Regions from separate parts of the Mus musculus genome. Here region 2 is linked to region 1. Evidence: chromatin contacts called from public Hi-C data. All regions are on one chromosome and are shown on one strand. The core of a region is the stretch at or near the end of the contact, and the rest is flanking DNA. Distances in the headings are between cores, read along the strand shown.

Region 1 (6,696 bases), core at 1,693-4,192:
GTTCTGGGTAGTGTAATAAGAAGCCAATCCAGCAAATTTCAATTAGGGAAGCATGGTCCCATTTCTAGAGATAAAAGCTGAAGAAGTCCCTGGGGACACCAGGCTTCCCCCCCCCCCCCCAGTGTGTTCTCCTTCCCTCAAGTCTGGAGCTTCCAGTCCCATCAATACAAGTGGTATGTGTGGATGCTCGTGTGTTACCAGGAGTCTCCTCTTCCACCTTCTCTAAGGTTCATTTGAAGTTCCTTTGCGAGCGTATGTGGCTCCGCACCCGACTTACCGTCAGGACATCACAGTAATCCTCACTTTCTCTGCAATGCTGAAGAATGTACTCCACCCCTAGGAAAATGTCTCCCAGATTATAATCATCCGGTGAGTGTGGCTGAGGAAATTCGCCAGCTTTCAGATTCTGAAAAGGAGAAACATCACCAGGTTACAAGGACCTGGCTCACTTGTTTAGCAGAGGGCACGGGACTCTTAACCACAGGATGCTCAAGCTGCATAATGAAGGCTAAGGACCATCAAAGAGTCTGAGGGGGTGGAATGCAGTTATCACACAGTGACCCTCACGTGCTGTTTTTATCAAATTATCTACTCACCCCCCCAACCCCTCTCAAAGTCACATTCAATATCATTGAATTGGCATATGGACACAATCACACTCTTTCCCCACTTGTGTGCCTGCCATTTTTTCCTGTTAAGGGAAACAGGCTGGAGAGTGGCTCAGTGGGTAAGAACACTGACTGCTCTTCTGAAGGTCCGGAGTTCAAATCCCAGCAACCACATGGTGGCTCACAACCATCGGTAACGAGATCTGACTCCCTCTTCTGGAGTGTCTGAAGACAGCTACAGTGTACTTACATATAAGCCGGGCGTGGTGGCGCACGCCTTTAATCCCAGCACTTGGGAGGCAGAGGCAGGTGGATTTCTGAGTTCGAGGCCAGCCTGGTCTACAAAGTGAATTCCAGGACAGCCAGAGCTACACAGAGAAACCCTGTCTCGAAAAACCAAAGGGTGGAAAAAAAAAAAGAGAAAAGCAGAAAGAACTTTGCTTTGACAGGGGAAGAAACGTGTGTATGCTATAATCCACTATATATATATATACAGAAACAAATCCTTCATTAGCTGTGGCCTCTTCAGACATGCTGTAGACCTTCAGTCCCCTCTGCTGGGCTCTGTTCTACCCATCTTGTGCGGGCTATAGCCCAATCCTGTCTGCAGTTAGAAGCAGGCGACACTGATTCTACTGCATCCAGCCTCTCCCAACGCACACCTCGAGTCCTGTCCTGTCTCTGCCTGACCACCATGCCCACTCTGCACGGGTGCCTGACCTTATTTTATGCCACAATCACAAGGCTTAACTTTCCAGGGTTAAGCCTGCATCCTTGGCTCTTTCCTTCTCTTTTCTATCCTTTGAAGCACCATTTACTACCAATTCATTCCCCAAAAGGAGTATTCCCATTTCTTCTGCTAACAATGGGGGAAGCTATTTAGACAATGTGGTTCCTTGTAGCTATCTATCGCAAGGGAATCTGTTGATAATGCTTACCAGTTTTTACTTTTCTGTCCAAGCATTTACTACTGAGGTACACTTAAAACTGCAGACACTCTTATTTGAATTTCCTGAGGGCACTGAGTTAGTGAGAGTGGTCCCTGCATAGAGGAATTGTGATGTTTAGGGCTAGACATACTTAATGGGTCTATGTCATATTGCTTCATTTCTGTTTTTTATTTGCTTGTTTTTGAGATAGAGAGGATTTTTTTTTGGACCGAGTTTCTCTTTGTAGCCCTGGCTGTCCTGTTAATCACTCTGTAACACCAGGGTGGACTTGAATTCAGAGATCTGCTTTTCTCTGCCTCCCAAGCATTAGGACTAAAGGTGTGTGCCACCACTGCCACCCGGCTGAGAAAGGGGCTTCTTATGTGGCTTTTGTCTGGCCTTAAACTAACCAGGCAGACCAAAGGTGGCTTTGAACTCACAAAGATTCGACTGCCTCTGCCTCTTGGATAGATGGGATTAAAGGCATGCACAGTCACACCAGGCTAGACTTCAGTGCATTTCCAGAAAACTTCAAAATCAAAGATAACCAGATCTGTAATGTAATTAACAGGAACTATTCTGGAAGGAAGGTAAGCTGTACGAGAAGAACATATATACATACATATATATTTATTTTAAATATGAGGTATACATATTTACCTCATGAAATGAGAAAGAAAGCACGTCAGTTGGGACATTTTTATTCCTGTAGATCCTATTAATGTTCTGAATAGTCTTGTTGTCAACACAGATGATCCCCAGGTCAAATTTCTTCACTCCTAAGATACTCCTGACTAAATCCATCTTCCTGCGAAGTGGCACTCTTCTGATGGGGACCACCCGCTGCAGATTTTTAATCACCAAACTCATTTCGGGAAGAACACCCAGCCCTTTAAAAAAAAAAAAAAATGGTTGGAAGGAACCTGTGGTTAAAGTTCGAGAAAAGACCCGTAACTACTAGAGAGTGATAAGTTATGTAAAAACACACACGCGCTCACAATAAAACTTTATTTGATGGGATTTATCTGGTGGCAATGCTAAGGGAAATCACCTTTATTTACCCTAGGAAACTAATAAACAGGGTAGACTGGGCACAACGTGCAGAATAAGGCAAGTGGTTTGGGGCGGTTGCAATGGTGCAGGACCAGGTGAGGATGAGTGTGGGTGAGCAAATGGGGTCGCTGTGGGTCCAGCGTCTCTCGGGCACTCAGGCTGGAGGATCCACGCACGAACGAGGGGCTTCCACGCCGCACAATGCGGGATCGCCGTGCACTTACCGAATCCGACCGTGAAGAAGGTCGGGGGTCTGGCGGGCCGCCTGCCGGAAGATCAGCAGCAGCACACCCCAGAGAGCGGAAGCCGGATGCGGAGGACCGGAAGTTGGTCCTACAAATTTGATGTCCGTAGCGCACACCCAAGAGCCCGCTCCAGTGGCCGGTTTGTTGCGGTGCGGTGGGCCCGGTAGAGGCTGCACGCAGACTGTGGGCGAGCACAAGCGCTGGCGACAGTGGCCGTATCTGGCGGACTTGCTCCTCCCTCCGCGGCCTCCGCTGTCCCTTGTGTCTTTGCCGAGTTGCTGAAGGCCTTCACTAGTCTTCGCTCGAAGGCGTCTGTTAACCTAGCGGCCGGCTTCCGGAGTGTTAAGCATCGGGGATAAAAAGCTATTATTTCTAGACCAGGGCATCGCAAGTTCGAGTTACCGGGAGAAAAATGAGATGGTAGGAACCCAAAGCAGTAACATTTTAAATTACGGTTTTTGTGTTTTTATTTATTTATTTATTTATTTTGCCTTGGAGATCGCAAGAATCTGATAAGTGATGTGTTCCCGTCTTATTACTGAGGTTTTGTTTGTTTGTTTGTTTGCTTGTTTTTTCCCCGAGAAGGTATCAATTGAATAAAATGCTTTGCATTTTTATTTTAATCATAACGGATCAGGCTTCACCTAAGCCTGCTGGAGCACACCTGTGGTCCCAGCAGAAGGGAGACCGAGGCAGAAGAAAGGAACTTAAGGTTGTGCTTGATTGTAGTAAGCTTGAGGCAAGCCTGGGCTAAGCGAGACCTTGTCTTTTTTTTTTTTTTTTTTTTTTGGTTTTTCGAGACAGGGTTTCTCTGTATAGCCCTGGCTGGCCTGGAACTCACTTTGTAGACCAGGCTGGCCTTGAACTCAGAAATCTGCCTGCCTCTGCCTCCCGAGTGCTGGGATTAAAGGCATGCGCCACCAAGCCCGTTTTACGAGACCTTGTCTTTAATGAAAAGAAAAAGAAAAAAAAATCTTTAAACCTCCCTTACACCATAATCCATTTCTAATACCCTGTGTCCAAAACCTGTTGATCTGTGAGTGGTCGGCGGCCCGTTGTGCCCTTGCCTTTTAAATAATTGTCTTAGAATTTCTGTGATTTAAGAGTTGGAGCAAAATATGCTGTGATGTCCTAACCTTTTTTTTTTTTTCCAGGTCATCCTGAGGATGAAGGAGAGCTTCCCCTGGCAACAGATAATTTAAAGAGGAGAGCTACTTGTGTATAGTCCATATTTATTGCCTTCAGATAATTGGCTTGAAGATGCACCCGGTGAACCCCTTCGGAGGGCAGCAGCCCAGTGCTTTTGCGGTATCTTCCAGCACCACGGGAACATATCAGACTAAATCACCATTTCGATTTGGCCAGCCTTCCCTTTTTGGACAGAACAGCACACCCAGCAAGAGCCTGGCGTTTTCACAAGTACCAAGCTTTGCAACACCCTCTGGAGGAAGCCATTCTTCCTCCTTGCCAGCATTTGGACTCACCCAAACCTCAAGTGTGGGACTCTTCTCTAGTCTCGAATCCACACCTTCTTTCGCAGCTACTTCGAGTTCCTCTGTGCCCGGCAATACGGCATTCAGCTTTAAGTCAACCTCTAGTGTTGGGGTTTTCCCAAGTGGCGCTACTTTTGGGCCAGAAACCGGAGAAGTAGCAGGTTCTGGCTTTCGGAAGACGGAATTCAAGTTTAAACCTCTGGAAAATGCAGTCTTCAAACCGATACCGGGGCCTGAGTCAGAGCCAGAAAAAACCCAGAGCCAGATTTCTTCTGGATTTTTTACATTTTCCCATCCCGTTGGTAGCGGGTCTGGAGGCCTGACCCCTTTTTCTTTCCCACAGGTGACAAATAGTTCGGTGACTAGCTCAAGTTTTATCTTTTCGAAACCAGTTACTAGTAATACTCCTGCCTTTGCCTCTCCTTTGTCTAACCAAAATGTAGAAGAAGAGAAGAGGGTTTCTACGTCAGCGTTTGGAAGCTCAAACAGTAGCTTCAGTACTTTCCCCACAGCGTCACCAGGATCTTTGGGGGAGCCCTTCCCAGCTAACAAACCAAGCCTCCGCCAAGGATGTGAGGAAGCCATCTCCCAGGTGGAGCCACTTCCCACCCTCATGAAGGGATTAAAGAGGAAAGAGGACCAGGATCGCTCCCCGAGGAGACATTGCCACGAGGCAGCAGAAGACCCTGATCCCCTGTCCAGGGGCGACCATCCCCCAGATAAACGGCCAGTCCGCCTCAACAGACCCCGGGGAGGTACTTTGTTTGGCCGGACAATACAGGAGGTCTTCAAAAGCAATAAAGAGGCAGGCCGCCTGGGCAGCAAGGAATCCAAGGAGAGTGGCTTTGCGGAACCTGGGGAAAGTGACCACGCGGCCGTCCCAGGAGGGAGTCAGTCCACCATGGTACCTTCCCGCCTTCCAGCTGTGACTAAAGAGGAAGAAGAAAGTAGAGATGAGAAAGAAGGTGAGTCCTAAACATGTGTGTGCCACAAAAGTGTGCTGCCGAGCTCTTGTGAGGTCCCTTGTGGTCACTTGATTTTAAGTCCCACGATCTTGGCTTTTATCCCGTGGTGGCTCCTTTTGCCTGGAAGTGTTGTCCCTGACAGACTTACTTGTCTGCTCTCTAAATTCCAGATTCTCTCAGGGGAAAGTCTGTGCGCCAGAGTAAGCGAAGGGAAGAGTGGATCTACAGCCTCGGGGGCGTGTCTTCTTTAGAGCTCACAGCCATCCAGTGCAAGAACATCCCCGACTACCTCAACGACAGAGCCATCCTGGAGAAACACTTCAGCAAAATCGCTAAAGTCCAGCGGGTCTTCACCAGACGCAGCAAGAAGCTCGCCGTGATTCATTTTTTCGACCACGTGAGTACTCCCGAGAACCTGCTGCCTGTCGCTTTTTCTGCATTGCAAAGAATCACACCCAGGGCTCTGAGCAGGAGATGCAAGCTCCGCCCCTCTGAGCCTGTGTTCTCAGTCCTCAACTTGGTCACTTGAAAAATACATTTTTTAAAAAATTATTTTTAATTTTTGTGTATCAGTGTTTTGCTGGCATGTTTGTCTCTGCATCACTTGCATGTCTGATGCCCATAGAGGTCGGAAGAGGGCATCAGATCCTCTAGAACCAGAGTAACAGATGATTTTACAATGGGTGGAACCATGTGGGTGCTGGAAATAAAACGCAGGCCTCCGTCTGGAATTGCAGCAAGTGCTCCTGCCTGCTGCCTGTCTATCTCTCCAGCTCCAACGTCGTCACTTGCAAACTCTTTTCCCTTTTCAGCCATAAGTCACTTGCTTGATAGATGGTAGGGAAAGCACTCACGTAGCTTTCCTTTTCTCTTTAAATAGCTCATTCTAGGTTCAGAATTAGATTTGTGTGACTGTGTGGGGTATGGATCATGATAGAGAAGGAGTTTGAGAGGACGACGAGATTTTAAAGGGAAGGTTGATAAAGAGGATAATGGACATGTGACGTGGAAACAGAAGGGAGACTTGGGGGTGTAGGGGTATAGGTAAATAGCCAGCAGAGGCCCGGGGCATGATGTAAGGGAAGGGAACCAATTAGAGTAAGGTATAATGATACATGCGTATGAAATGCCATATGAAACCCATTCCTAGGCATGCTTGCTAAAATTACTATTTTTAAAAATTTATTTTATGTATATGAGTACACTGTTGCTGTCTGCAGACACACCAGAAGAGGCTGTCAGATCCTATTACAGATGATTGTGAGTCACTATGTGGTTGCTGGGATTTGAACTCAGGACCTCTGGAAGAGCAGTCAGTGCTCTTAACCACTGAGCCATCTCTCCAGCCCCCTGAAATTTTTTTTTTTTTTTTTCGAGACAGGGTTTCTCTGTATAGCCCTGGC
Region 2 (6,696 bases), core at 2,610-5,109, 1.2 Mb after region 1:
TTGGGATCATTTGGGCTCTGTTAGCTGTGGGTAGTCAGTCCTACCCCACAGTTCTGCCTCCTGAGGTGCTGTGGTCTCTGTTGGGTCAGTACTTGGGGTCTGGAACATTCCTCAGTGAGCATCCCACCCTGCTGGTATCTCTAACATCTGAGGATTCCTTAACAGATAACCTCTCCCTTCTCAACTCCACAGTGTGGCTTCTCAGGGCCTCTGTACAGGAATCTTGATACCCCCCATTCATTGCCTTGTTTCATTGGCCTTTCTCCCCTCTTACATCTCACAAATGCAGCTGGGCAGTGGTGGCTCACGCCTTTAATCCCAGCATTTGGGAGGCAGAGGCAGGCAGATTTCTGAGTTCGGGGTCAGCCTGGTCTACAAAGTGAGTTCCAGGACAGCCAGGGCTATACAGAGAAACCCTGTTTCCAAACAAACAAACAAAAACAAACAAAAAACAAAAAAGCTCACAAATGTGGAGCCACCATCAAGTTTGGCTGTCAGTTCCAGAGGAAGCCTGTCACCCTTAGGGCACAGTTGCAGCCATCTCTGTGTGCTCTTGAGGCTGGGAAAACCTCCCTGTGTGCTCTTGGTTTTTTTGTTTTTAAGCAGGGAACCCTGAAGGATCTCTTGCATTTTATACCTTGGGGTTCTCATTTCATTAGGCACTGTACCTAGTATCCCAGTGCAGTGTCTCAGACAGCTCTTGCTGACACTAAATTCCTTTAACCACTACAGCTTGTTCCCAGTCTGCCCTGCCCTCAACTCTGTCTGATCTCTGTTCACCAAAGGACACTTCCCACATTTCTCTGGGCTACTTTCTACCTGTTTTCACTGTAATCTGGATAAATGCGGTGAACAAGAATCATGCCACAGCCTGGATGTTAGGTAGGCTGCCTTGAAATTCCCTCTGCCAAACAGCTTCCTTAGCTCATTATTTTTGAAATATGGCCTCACTCCAGTTTTTAGGATGCAGGGAAAACGGAATTGTTATGGGGAATCCACCAGAGAAGACCACTCAGATACAGTCTATAGCCAATTGGAAGTATTTATTCCAGCCAGCTGGGACCACACTTAGGTATTTGGGACTCAAAACTAAAGAGCAATGGTTTGTAGGGGTCAAATCTGTAGCAAAATTACAGTTATGAAGTAATAGCAAATATAATCTTACGGTTGGGAGTTACCATAACATGAGGAACTGTGTTAAAGGTTAAAGCATTAGGAAGATTGAGAACCACTGCTTTAGAGTATAGAGTAAGGTGTTTTTAAAGACAAAACAAAAAAACAAAAAACAAAACAAAAAACCCCACATTCTGATAACTCAGCAGTTTGCAAGGAGAAGTTCTGTGCAAGTGAGCAGTTTAAAGGCAGTTAGCTGGAGGGAGTTCTGCACAAGCTTTAATAGAAGCTAAGCTGGGGCATCTTGACCTCAAGTTCCTAGAATAGAGTTGAATAACTGTTTATGGGGCTTCCCAATCAGAGAGATCAGATTCTAGTTAAGCCGAACATGGCCTCAGCAAGGATCCAAGATGGAGGAAACTGCACTGCGTTGCCCTGCCACAGGATGTGACGTGAAATGGTTACCACCAAGTTTCTGATATGTTCGATGTTCACCTCTGGGATAAAGCACCCTGAGCAGTCTAGGCTACCTGCATTTCTTGGTGTTCTGGTCTTCCAAATTCCCCCCAGAGTCGTCCTCTTAGCCCTGCTCACAGCAATCTGAGAGTTCTCTAGCTCCCAGCTCTGAACCTGTTTTCCACTTTTCTCCTTAAAACTAGCTCTGGGGCTGGGACTGGAGAGATGGCTCAGCGGTTAAGAGCACTGACTGCTCTTCCAGAGGTCCTGAGTTCAAATCCCAGCAACCACAGGGTGGCACACAACCATCTGTAATGGGATCTGACACCCTCTCCTGGTGTGTCAGAAAACAGCTACAGTGTACTTATAATAAGTCTTTTGGCCAGCAGTGCAGAGTTGACCAGTGGGGTTGACTGGAGCAAGCAGAGGTCCTAAAAATTCAATTCCCAACAACCACGTGAAGGCTCACAACCTTCTGTACAGCTACAATGTACTCACATTAAATAAATAAATAGATCTTTTTTTTTTTTTTCGGCCATAGTGTACTCATAAAAATCTTTAAAACAAAACCAAACTAGCTCTGAAGCTCATGGTCAGGCTCATCCCAGGGATGGCCTCAGTTCATGGTACTACTTTACAAGTTTGTTTTCTTGCTGATGGGATCAATACCCGACACACAGAAGTTAATTTTGCCTTGGGGTTGGAGGGGATACCGTCTATCATGGCGGCAGGTGGCTCCAAGGCGGCAGCAGTGTGTGACAGCTGCTTACTCACCGGGTAGCTGACTGGGAAGCAGAGAGAACTAGAAACTAAGCTAATCCTAATCTCAAAATTCACCCCTATCCAGCTAGTGGAGGTTCCACCCTGACCAGCAAACATGTGGGCACGACTCACATTCAAACTGTCGCAGGGAATCGGGGCTGCCACATCATTTGGATGTGTTAGACTAACTTATGCTTCTACAGGCAACAGCAGGAGGAGCAGTGTGTCCTCGAGGCCTCCTTTTGACTTGTGGGTGGGGCATGCTTGGGAGGGTTATGCGTGTGGGATTTTTTTTTTTTTTAACCTTACATGTAATTGGAGTAGCATCCTAATATTTTTTTTCTTTCTCAAGATAGGGTTTCTCTGTGTAGCCCTGGCTGTCCTGGAACTCACTCAGTTGACCAGGCTGGTCTCGAACTCAGAAATCGGCCTGCCTCTGCCTCCCAAGTGCTGGGATTAAAGGTGTGCACCACCACTGCCTGGCTCTAATATATTTTTTTAAAAGATTTATTTATTGTATGTAAGTACACTGTAGCTGTCTTCAGACACCAGAAGAGGGAATTAGATCTCGTGACAAATGGTTGTGAGCCACCATGTGGTTGTTGGGATTTGAACTCAGGACCTCCAGAAGAGCAGTCAGTGCTCTTAACCGCTGAGCCATCTCTTCAGCCCCCTTAATATTCTTTTTTAAAACGACAAATGTGATGAATCTAATGCCTCAAATCTTTTGAGTTCAGCTTCTTATACTCAGGGTCCCAGCAGGAACTTTCTCTTTGTCCCTACACCTAGTCCTGAAAGCCCCTTTTTTCGGAGAGCCACGTCCCGAGCTGTATCCCTCATGTCCACTTAGCGAAGGCAGTGGTGCACCTAAGAAAATACCAAGCATCTATCTGGCAGTTCCGTATGATGAGGAAGTACAGCTTACTTGGCAGAGTCTGAGTTTTTTTGGCCAGAGAGGATGGGATATGGCCCGGGAACTTTATCCTTCCTTTGTGAAACCAAGGTACTCTTTCTCTTGCTAGAAGTGTCATCTCAAATCACCTGGGCCTCAAAAACCAGGTGTAGTGGCACTTGGGAGACAGAGGTAGGCAGGTGGCATCTCTGTGAATTCGAGGCCGGCCTGGGCTAAATAATGAGTTCTAGGACATTCATGCCTACAAGGGGAAAGTTTCACGATCTGGACAGCCACTTCTGAGGGGCGAGCCCAAGCGCAAGGACATGAGTCTCATTCAGGAACAATCCATGATGAGCCATTAGCTCTCGCACTATTTTTCAAGACTAAAGGGCCGCAGGGCGAGCTGCGCAAAGCCTCACGGCGGCGTAGGAAACCTTCAATGCTGAGGGTGTGGCCGGCCGAGAAGATTCTGGAAGCCGAGCTCCGTCGACCCGGGCCATTACCCGGGGAGCGCGAGGCGAACCCCAGCGAGCCTGTCTGAAGCACCCGGGTGCGCCACGTCACCCGCGCGCGCCCCGGATGCATTTGCGCCCGGAGCCCGCGACCCGGAAGCAGTCGTGGGCGTCGGAGCGGGCGGGCGGGACCGGCGCGGATGTGGCGAGGCTGCTGAACGCAGGTTCCGCGGTATGGCGGGGACGGCGTTGAAGAGGCTGATGGCCGAGTATAAGCGTGAGTCAGGCGGCGCCGCCTTCCTGTCCTCTTCCCCATAGTCGCCCGCGGCGTGGCCCGGCATGGCTCGGCTCGGTGCGGTGCGGTGCGGGGGTACTGGGCCGGGCTGCGAGATTCCGCGTGCGGATAAAAGGCCAGGCTGTCGCCGTCACCTGCGCACCCCAGCCAGCGGCAGCGGGGCTGGCCCTGGGCTCAGAAGCCGGCCGGGGCAGCGCCGCCGTGGCCCTGCCACCCGGGTCTGGTCCCTAAGCCCCTGTGTGCTGCGCATCTGCCCTCCCGACAGTTGATGCTGCGGGGCGAGTACCGGGTAATCCCCGTAAGGTGGTCGAGCCGTCGAGGGGAGTTGGGGGAGAAAGTTAAAAATAAACAAGATAACGCCTCAAACCCCCGGCCACGCCGCAGGTGCGAGTTGCTGGGGAAAACCAAAGTTTCTCGGACACGGGCTCCGGACAGTTTCCTTGGATCCGGATCTGTTTTTCTCTCTGTTTTACTTTTTCAGCTCTGTGTCTAGATTGAGACACATCCCCTTTATCTAAAAAAGAGGGAACAGCATTTAAGCTCCGGGACAGGGGTTTAAGTTTTGACCACTTCTACCCAAGGGTATTCACATTAGAGAAAAACTTATCCGCCACAAAAAGCCTCTACTCGTACGTCAGACAAAACGTATTGTCACTTAATTTGAAGTTAAGGTTGTGAATCATCTCCGTGTGAGAGAGAGAAGGAATTTGGTTAAAGAGGGAACTCTAAAATAGGAAGGCTGGCGAGGGGCTCAGGGGGTTCACAGAGGAGAAGGACTCCACCTGCTGTGGCTTCTTGGAAGAGGAAAAAAAAGGGCAGGGAGCTAAGGGTGGCCCCAGGCTGACAGCTAGTCTGGGACCAGTGTTACAGCCATACGGAACTGAGTTGTGCCAGCGACTTGAATGGACTTGGGTTGCAGCCCTGAAACAACCAGCTGTCTCGGCTGGGCCCAAGCCCACATGGAAACCATGAGGTCATCAATGGATATTGTTTAAGCCTGTGGCAGCAGTGATGGAAATGCATCCAGCAGTACAAAGCACGAGGAGCGAGGGAGGGAGGGAGGTTTTTTCCGTGTCCTTGTGAATTCAATAAAAGTCCCACTGAGTGTTTTTCTTCCTTTATGGTATAAAAGGTTTGTCCTCTGTTTAAGACCATGTACTCTAGTATTAGGTAGATTCAACAGGAACATCCAGGTTGAATTAGAACATCCGAGGTTGGGCTAGAGCGAAGGTGTTCTTGCATACCTGATTGTACTGTAGATTTAGAGGCGATATGACCTTGAGTGTGGTTCATTGTCTAACTTTTTTTTAATGTGTTTTTTATGTGTATTTTTATGAGTATTTTGATTACACATAGGTAAGTGTGTCATATGTGTGCCTGTGCCAGTGGATGTCAGAAGATGACATCAGATCCCCAGGGACTGGAGTTACAGCTGGTTGTGAGTCTTTGTGTGGGTGCTGAACTAGAACCTGGATCTTCTGCAAGAGCAACAAAATCTATGAGTCATCTCTTCATCCCTATTGTTTTTCAGGCTCCTTGTTTTTCTTTTATAGCAGTTGAATAACAGATATAAAACGATTAGACTGTGGTCATATCACAAAAAGAGCCAAGCGAAGACCTTAGACTGCTCCCAAGTGCAGTGTCCTGTGCACGCAGAGGCGGATATTGAATGTCCCACTCTGTCGCTCACTCTCCACCCTCTTCTCTTGAGACCAGGCCTGTCATTGAACCTGGAGCTCATCAATTCAGCTAGAATGGCCAGCCAGTTAGCCCCAGACATCTTCCTGTTTCCTCCCTTGCCTCCAACTCTGGGGCTACAGGCACCCATGGTAAATAAAGCCTGCCTCTTTTTCATACGGGTGCCAATACTCGAACCTGGTTCCTCTGTAAGAACAGTGTGTGTTCTTGTGTCCTTGTCATATGTTTCCACAGCTTTTCTTCTTACTGTGACAGACAAGGGAACAGTGGTCCAGGGCTGTTGTAACATTGTCACCACTCAGATACCATAACAGACAGCATCTCATGGTTTGGAGATAGAATTAGAAGCCCACTTGTGGCCTGGGCTGTCACCCTAGGCAGGGTGGGCTTTTGGGGAAGGTCCTTCCTCCCTCTCAGCTCTAGAGTGCTGGCTACTGCGGGTTACTTAGCTGTGCTAGTGTAAGTCCTTCCTCTCCTGTACCTTCCTGTGGCCATCTGAGCCTGGGTGTGTCGGTATTCAGATTTTTCCACTTGAAATGTCAACAGTCACTGGCTTAGGGCCCAGCCTAGTCAGAATGTTCTGTATTTAATTCTGGTACATCTGCTGAGACTGTTTCCAGACAGTGTCACAGTTCCCACATTGGGGTAGACTTGAGATTGTTTTACAATGACAGCTGTTTTTGTGTATTTGTGGGTGGGCAGGCGAGTGCCACTGTGCATGTGCAGAAGTTAGGACAACTGACAAGGGTCACATCTCCCTTCTGTGTGGAGCCTGGGAATTTCGAGCTTGGCCTGTCAGACGAGGCAGGAGGTGTCTCTGCCCACCAAGGCAGCACGTCAGAGTAGGGGCGTGAACCAGAGCAGAGCTGTTCACCTAAGGCCAGACACGGGAGAAGTAGAAAGGCTGGGTCCCTGCATTCCCCTTAAGGATCTGCTCTCAGTGCCTCCCCTGCTTGTTGCCTGGCCATGCTGCTGCTCCCTGCTATGATGCACTGCCTTTTCATAAGCAGGCATTCTCTCATCTC

Evidence for each region. Hi-C and Micro-C count contacts between places; a contact is called where the count stands out from the background.
Region 2: a contact with region 1 is called in a Hi-C map of B cells, with 12 read pairs. The contact joins the promoter of Ube2g2 here to the promoter of Mcm3ap in region 1. A contact is called at or near these places in 1 of 39 promoter capture datasets (pre-B cells), 1 of 484 Hi-C or Micro-C datasets (B cells) and 1 of 115 datasets of contacts at active chromatin or transcription factors (astrocytes).

Annotation. Positions count from the first base shown.
Region 1 is chr10:76,465,960-76,472,655 of GRCm38.p6, forward strand. Mcm3ap (minichromosome maintenance complex component 3 associated protein) reads left to right here and starts at 2,943. Exons shown (of 29, transcript NM_019434.3): 1 at 2,943-3,255; 2 at 3,990-5,293; 3 at 5,464-5,690. The coding sequence starts at 4,096. It overlaps Ybey (ybeY metallopeptidase), which reads right to left and starts at 3,155. Exons shown (of 5, transcript NM_172550.4): 1 at 2,815-3,155; 2 at 2,198-2,427; 3 at 278-406. The coding sequence starts at 2,407.
Region 2 is chr10:77,618,462-77,625,157 of GRCm38.p6, forward strand. Ube2g2 (ubiquitin-conjugating enzyme E2G 2) reads left to right here and starts at 3,860. Exons shown (of 6, transcript NM_019803.3): 1 at 3,860-3,955. The coding sequence starts at 3,913.